Regions from separate parts of the Zea mays genome. Here region 2 is linked to region 1. The links are chromatin contacts, called in public Hi-C maps. All regions are on one chromosome and are shown on one strand. The core of a region is the stretch at or near the end of the contact, and the rest is flanking DNA. Distances in the headings are between cores, read along the strand shown.

The links. Hi-C and Micro-C count contacts between places; a contact is called where the count stands out from the background.
Region 2: a Hi-C map of ear shows a contact between it and region 1, with 4 times the contacts expected there. The contact joins the promoter of LOC103653627 here to the promoter of LOC100273623 in region 1. A contact is called at or near these places in 4 of 25 Hi-C or Micro-C datasets (ear, endosperm, leaf and 1 more).

The regions. Positions count from the first base shown.
Region 1 is chr4:121,453,053-121,456,933 of Zm-B73-REFERENCE-NAM-5.0, forward strand. LOC100273623 (putative SPRY-domain family protein) reads right to left here and starts at 1,992. Exons shown (of 10, transcript NM_001148039.1): 1 at 1,488-1,992; 2 at 922-1,068; 3 at 430-516. The coding sequence starts at 1,876.
Region 2 is chr4:121,615,634-121,619,514 of Zm-B73-REFERENCE-NAM-5.0, forward strand. It overlaps LOC103653627 (T-complex protein 11), which reads left to right and starts at 1,799. Exons shown (of 12, transcript XM_008680471.3): 1 at 1,799-2,223; 2 at 2,863-2,984; 3 at 3,067-3,508; 4 at 3,582-3,688; 5 at 3,778-3,881. The coding sequence starts at 2,035.

The sequences.
Region 1 (3,881 bases), core at 742-3,241:
TATAAAAAAGCTATCACAGATAGTGCAGCAAATATTGAACACCACATATGACAGAACTTCTTTAAGTAGGACTTTGCATTCCAACATAAATCATCAATTCAACAGTTGATTCACTATATTTTTATATGCGAACCTACAAATCCAAGAATGAATCATTGATAAAGTTATGTCTAAAACTTAAACAAGGAGTAATTAACATGTGTTACTATTGAGGTGTATGACTTGTGACTTTATATGTTGTGTTAGAAGGGGAAACCATCATATATAATGCAAAAGGCAAATGAGTAAATTGCATTTTGGCACAGGTATTACTATCCAAGCCTGACAGATGTATCTGCAACTCCGGTAGGAATACCAGGTGAAACGCAACTTACACCAAATCAAATAGCAATTATGTCACCTAAACAACTAAAGAAAGTGGCAGCTTACTCTTCACCCTGACTATGAACTGCAATTGTAGGATATAGTGGGCCTTTAATTTCTTTTGGAATGGCTCCAACCGGAGCTCCATTTTTCCTGCAAGATGCTACATGTAATTAGATTACAGTGCAGCAATACGCCAATACGTTCTTTAATATAGAGGGCATAAGGTGAAATCCTCAAGAGAAAGAAACAAAACTAATAATACATCACATTCCAACCTGAACATAAAGAATGGCATTGGCATGTCGAAACTAGCAAAGCGCCAAAGAGTGGTACCAGGTGCATATACAAAGACTTGGTTCTTTTCCTAAATTCAAGAATTGACATTCTACGGATGTACTGATAAGAATATTTGCAAAGCTAGAAAGATTTATGGCAAAGTGACATACAAATATATTCGCATCCTATGTTCAGCCAAGAAAAAAATGCCCTAGAAGGTTAATAATAGCCAGTCAAACAAGCAAACACTATCAGTTTACTAAGAACTCCCAAACTTACGTGAAGAAGAACTCCTGTGACAAGTAGTTGATGCCAGCGCCAATTATGTCACCAGATGTGAATTTTGGCCCAAACGGTTCGCCTTTCCCTAGACCCCGGTAAAGGTGGCCGTCGTCACCATGGTATCCACAACTGTTTGACTCCCAACTGGAAAGAACAAAGGACACAAAGGATAAATTTGAGAGAGAGAAAATCAAGTAAGCCACATAAACACTAGCATTTGCAATATGAGGTCAGCTCAAATGTAAAGTAAAGAGGAGAAATCTAGTTAACCAGCAGAAATTCCATAAATCAGAAATAGTCTGGCAGTCTGCGAGAACCAACCTCTTCAATACAGTTAGAAATTTAGCTATAGCATGAAAAACACCTTATGACCTTAACGACAAATAGCCAATCATGATCACATAACTAACATTTGAAGATTTCTGGAACAAATTGTGCACAAATTTATACAAGTGATGCAATTATTGGAAATTACATCCTAAGCTTTCATGATAAATGACAAAACAGAAAATGCAAATCATATATAATCAGAAAAAATAGGGCAGCAATACAAGGGTCCTCACCCCGGTTGTCGCCTCATCTTGAAGCTCTCGCTCGTGAACCCTATGGATGTCTGCCCCTTGTATCCCGCGTTCCTGACGGCCATCTCGAAGTAGTACACGGCCCGGCGCGTGGGAGCGGGGCGGTCGGCCTGCACGACACCGACGTCGTGGCCGTGGTGATGGCTGCCGAGGTATTTCACGGACAACTTGTCCGTAGAGACGACGGAGAAGAGTCCCGAACTGTTGACGGTGTTGAGCTCGGACGGCTCCGGCTCAGCCTCCAGCTCCGGCACCGCGCGGTCCCACTCCGTCTGGGACCGCCACCGCGACGCTAGGCGCATCGGGTCCACCGTCGCCCCTGGCCCCGGGGCTGCCGCCGATGCCGCCTCCGCGTCCTGGTTCGTCACCATTCGCCTATCCACCGCCGAGAAGGAAGAAACAGTATATTAAAAAGAAGCGGAAAATTCACCGAAATTAGGGAAAACGAACGCCGATCCCGACTAAACCCTAGCACGAAGGAAATCGCGGGAACCAGGATTGGACGGGGGCCGAGCTTACCGAAAGGCCGAACGGGCTGGATCGGTGGTTGCTTGCGGTTGCGGGATGGGGACGAGGTCAGTGTAGGACAAGGATGGAGCCGGTGATGAGTTGGAGAGTACACAGAGAAGCAACTGGGTGGCGTACAGACACGGGTGTGATTTGCAGGTTTTCGTGGGGTTGATTTGGTAAATTGAGGCGTTCTTCTCAGAAGAATGTGTATACGAGAGGTGTTAATGTATCACGATCTAAATAATTTCTCATAATCTATACTACCTATTAAGGCTCTAAGGGGTAGGCTGCCTCTGCTTTGTTCTGCCTTCCGACGATCTCAACCGTCCAATACGCTCTAGAGTCTCTCAGCCGTCCGATGCGCGCACTCTCACCCCCACGCATCGCCCCGCCCCACCCGGTCGTCCAACCGTGCGAGCACCCTAGCTCCTCCCGCCGCCTCCTACCCCCCACGAATCCCACCTCCACGATGGCCGATATGCGACGAGCACGGCATCGACCACACCGGAAAGTACGCCGGCGACTCCGACCTCCAGCTCGAGCGTGCGCTCGTCTACTATCAGGTGCGTTGAAGGATACAATTTGGGGCTGGTTGGATCTCCGCGCCTACACCACCTCCTCTTTTTTCTTGTGATAGTTTGACGGTGCTCTTGGTTGTTGTTGCAGGCTCCGGGCTGGTGGCGTCGCCAGCAAGCGCAAGAAGGCCGCCACGAGCGGCAAGCCCAAGCGACCGCCCTCCGCCTTCTTCGTCTTCATGTGAGTTCTCGCTGCCTCGGTGAGTCATTTACTCAGATCTCTAGATCTATGCTCTAAGATCTTGTACCACCCACTCGCCCGTCCGCGCTGCGCGGCGTAGTCATCCCTGTCCGCATCCGCCTCGCTCCCTCTGCCACAACAAATTTGTACTCCTCCCACTCGATGGCCATGGGTGTGTCCTCCTCCGGCAACCCGTCCCCAAAGGCGCACGAGCATCGGGAGCAGGAGACCCTCGCCTCGTCGCTCTCTCCCTCCCGTTCCTCTGTGCCGCCTTCTCCCACTCCGCCACTAACGCTCTACCGGATGCCCTCACACCACCGTCTGCCTTCTTTTGTCTGCCCAGATCCCCGCAATCGCCTCCCAGTTCTTCGTTCGGCCACGGAGGCGCCGCAATGGAGGGGAGTGTCGTGTGGGTCCAGTTCCTCAGAGGGTTCAACCGCTACTGCGCGCGCATGACGACCTCCCGCTCCCTCGCGTGTACGTCGCTGCCTGCGCTGGCGCGGGGGCGCCCTGTGGCATCTAGCTCCAGTCGGACGAAGGGGGCAGTGACGAGGACGGGAACGTCATGGGGAAGCTGGCAGCAGAGGAGATAGTGGTGTGAGGGCCGGTTGACCCCCATCTCCCCCGCTGTTTCTTTGCTTTGCTTTCTAGGGGGTGTAGAAGCTGGAGCGGGCTGCCACTAGCAACTCTACGAGAGAAGCTGCCCAGGTTCCTGCAGAAGTGCGCTTCGAGTCTGACCCCCTCCGCCCATGGTTCTATGGCCTCCAGATCTCTTGAGATGGCGGGGGAGGAGGAGAGGAAGCGGGTGCTCCTCTCGTACGCTGTCCCCACAGTCTCCTCGCGGAACACTACAACCTCCAGTACTACAGGTTCTGGTTCCAGAACGGGACACGGGAGAAGGAGAAGCGTGTGGGCTAGATCAGCGGAGGAAGAAGATTGCCGCCCCAACCGCGTCTATCTTTGGTTTGTTGTTGTTTTTACTTCAAGAGTCTACACAACAATACTCCAAGATCTAGGTACTGATTTTCTAATTAATGGTCAAATGGCAAAGAGGGAGGCAACCGTGGTGGACCGGATACGATCTCCATGGAGGAATCATCTTTCAGACGG
Region 2 (3,881 bases), core at 549-3,048, 160 kb after region 1:
ACAGTCCTTGATATAGTAGTCATCGAACGCGCGCGATATGGCGAGTATCGACGACTCTTGGTTGGGCTACCAGACGAAGTACACCTCGGTCTCATCAGCGAGGTAGTACACCTAGCCGTTGCACCACCGGATGCGCTACTCCTCTACATACATCATGTTCGAGGAAGCTCACACAACGTTAGCAACGACTGTCGTCCTAGCGCACAAAAATTCATGGTCGTCAGTAGCGACTTACGTGGCAGGTTGGGCTTCAGGTGGACGATGAGCTAGACGACATGATGACGCCGTCGTCGGATGCGGTGCCCAGAACAACCCGAGAGTCGGACATTGGCGACGACCATGAGGTCCCCCTGCTTGACAATAGACAGTGCGGTACATCCGCTCTGGACCGCGTCCAAGCGGCGGCTTGCGCCGAAGCTTGTTGTACACAGCGGCGCATGCGACCACGTAGGACTGCTTCTAGAATTCGAACTGGCAGTCGCTAAGCTTCTTCTCGTCGTCGATGAGCGACGCCAACGCAAGCGGCTCCTGCTAGTGGTGTTTGTCCGGGGTTTCTAAGTAAGAAACATGGATTCATCCTTGGCGTTGGTTTATGAAAATGACTCACAAGTCACATCTATGGAAAAAATATTATGGAGAATAAATGCCACGCATGCAAAAAATGAATTTAAGTTGAAAACATTATTCAAACAAAAGAAATTGCATGCAAGGCTCTTTTTTAAATACTACTCGCTCCATCAAAAATATAATTCAAGAATCTCGGTGATATTTATCTACTACTACACATTGTGCAAGGTTAGCAACTGGGCTTAGGAAAGATGTAGTAGATATTTTTCCTGTCATAGATGTAGATATAAACACATATGTGGTGTAGTGGTAGTTACTACTTGTATTTGCTTGAGGAGTTGTGGGTTCAAATCTCATTAGAGCCATTTGTCTTTTTTAATTTTAGCTAGACGTAGGCTGTACGGGTGAATGAAAATGAGAATAAGCTTTGCGGGGAGGAGAAATGAGAAAGACAGAACAGGGAATGATGACAGAACATAAAATGACATCCTTAACAAGTTGTAGAAATATCATTTTCGAGAGGGTTCTATACTTATCCTAATATTAAGGTTATTTTCACATTTCTATACATATTTCTTTTTTGCAAGTATATCTCTATATTTCTTTTTCCTAAGTATATATCTACATTTCAGTATATATTATATATTTTTATTTTCCGCATCTAAAGCTAAAACGATGCCATCTTAATGAAATGTCAGGCATATACTTCTAATATAAAAAAATACAATTTTAAAAATAGTACTATATCAAAATATACCAAGTTTAGTTAAATTTATAGAAAATACTAATATGTGTCATATTAAATAGATACCATTATATTTTCGGTATGATATATATATATATATATATATATATATATATATATATATATATATATATATATATATATATATATATATATATATATATATATATATATATATATATATATATATATATATATATATATATATATATATATATATATATATACTAGTCACTTAAAATTTGGAACGGAGATGGAGAGAGTACATGATTGTATTTTTATATTTTATTGATTTATCGAATGGTTGGCTAATATCTGTTATTAGGACAAACTATCTACCAAATATTGGTTATCTATTCGAGTAGTGTCTGATATCTTTACTCATTCGAATTATTATCTAATTTTATGTTTTTACATGTCCAAATTATTATCTAATTTTATTTTATATTTATTCTGAATTTTAATTATCCGTATAAATCTTGTATGCGAGAGAATTATATTAAGAAACAATCTAAAAAATATCGTGACGAGATGAACCGGCCGACGCCTGTAACGGCCCCAAGTTCCAAAGTACGAAAGCCAGGAGTTGGCACTCGGCACAGTCGAGTCGAGTGGCGGCCTTCGAGATCTCATCGGTGTTCGTCTCAGCCCAGAAGGGGCTACGGCGCGGAGTCGGCGAGTTCCGAGTGGAACCTGGGTTCGATTCGGTGATCGGCGGCGGAATGGGGGTGCCGGAGGCGGTGGCGCTGGAGATACCTGCGGTGGAGGAGGGGTCGCCGACGCCACTGGCCAGGGTGCCACCAAGGATCAGGCGGAGGCTCCTCCAGGCGGGCAGCGGAGAAAACGGCGGCAAGGCGCCGACGGCCGAGGAGATCGAGACCAAGCTACGCCAGGCGCATCTCCGGAGGCAGGTGTGTTTGTGTTCTCCGTTCCCCCTCGCGTGACGTAGAAATTACTACATTTTGTCCCTGTTGGTTTTGTAGGTGGAAAAGTTAAGATGTTAATATGTTTTATTTATTTAACCGAACTCGGGTTTGAATTTCGTGTTCGGTGTAGTTGCGAGCGGGGATTTTGTACATGTTTTAGTAGTATAATAACATGTAGATCAAAAGGTGTCGGTGGATGCTAAAGTCTGCGTTAGCTTAGGAGCAATTAGCACTCTACCACGCGTCCACACCACACGCATTAGCTGATCAAATCCGGAGTTGCATCATGCTCCACTTCGAGTGTTACATTTATTTGCCAATTCTATTGGCTGTGGAAGCTCGCACTTGGTTAACTAACTAATGCAAGACCATTTCTATGCTTTCGTAGTTTATAGATAAAACTTGATTAGGTGGATTGGTGAACTCTTCATTAGCTTGGCACTGTACCTGACCACATTCAGGAGCTGCATGACAATTGACTTGAGAATTGAGATGTATCTGGAAGCAATTCTATGGACAAAGGAAGCTCATGTTTGGCTAGTTAGCTTTTGCAGAATTTAAGTCATGCTGTTACAGATGAGTTTTTGCTATGTCCTCTATCTTATACGACTTGCTATTCTCCAGCAATTCCATGAAGCATTGTCCTCCAAAGCAAGGCGCTCAATTAAGAGCCCTTCAGGGTCATTGCAGGAGGAGGATCGAGGGCAGCTTCTTGAGGCAAAGCTCCTGGCTGCCAGGCAGAAGAGGTATTCAGAAGAGGAATCCAGTAGGGTACATTACTCTGTTGTATTTGGGAAAAAGGTCTGAAGAAACCCGTGTCCTTTGTAGGTTGACCCTCTTGGAAAAGGAACAGAGCCGGTTGGCTAAGCTGGACAAACTGCGACAGGCTGTTAAGAGTGATGCAGAGATGAGGTTCGAGAGGGAAAGGGAAGAACTCGGAATGAAAGTTGAATCACGGGTTCAAAAGGCTGAGAACAATCGTATGCAACTAATGCATGATCGTTTGAAGAGGCAGGCTGCATTAGAGGAGAGGACAAAAAGGTACTTTATGCAAAGATTGACTTGGGAAAACAAGTACAGGGAGCGTGTACAATCTGCAATACAGAAGTGTAATGCTGCTGAGAAGAGACGATTGGGGCTGCTTGAATCTGAGAAAAGACGGGCACAGAGTAGGCTCTTGCAGGTTCAACTTGCTGTGAAGACTGCCTCTAACCAGAGAGAAACTGAGAGGAGCAAGTTAAATGAGCAATTAGAAGAAAAGCTTCAGAAGGTATGCATTTCTGTGATGTATTGTTTTAGCTCTTTAACTTGTGTCATAACCATCTATACATATGCCAAAATAGGCAGAGCAGCAGAGGGCTGACTATTTGAAGCAGCGGGGAAATCCTCACAGTTCTATGCACAGCAGTTCAGTTAAAAATGGAGAATTTCTTTCAAGAAAATTGGCAAGGTACATCTCATAGCACATTCTGAAATTTCCAATTAATTCTTTGTCTTCCATCTGCAGCTTATGATTCTTTTCATTTTTTGGAACTTCAGATGCTGGAGAAGATTCAGAACTTCTAGGAAAACAACAGTAGTATTGGCTAGGGCCTTTGATGCACTGGGGATAAATCAGCGATCAGTTGTGTCTATGCCATTTG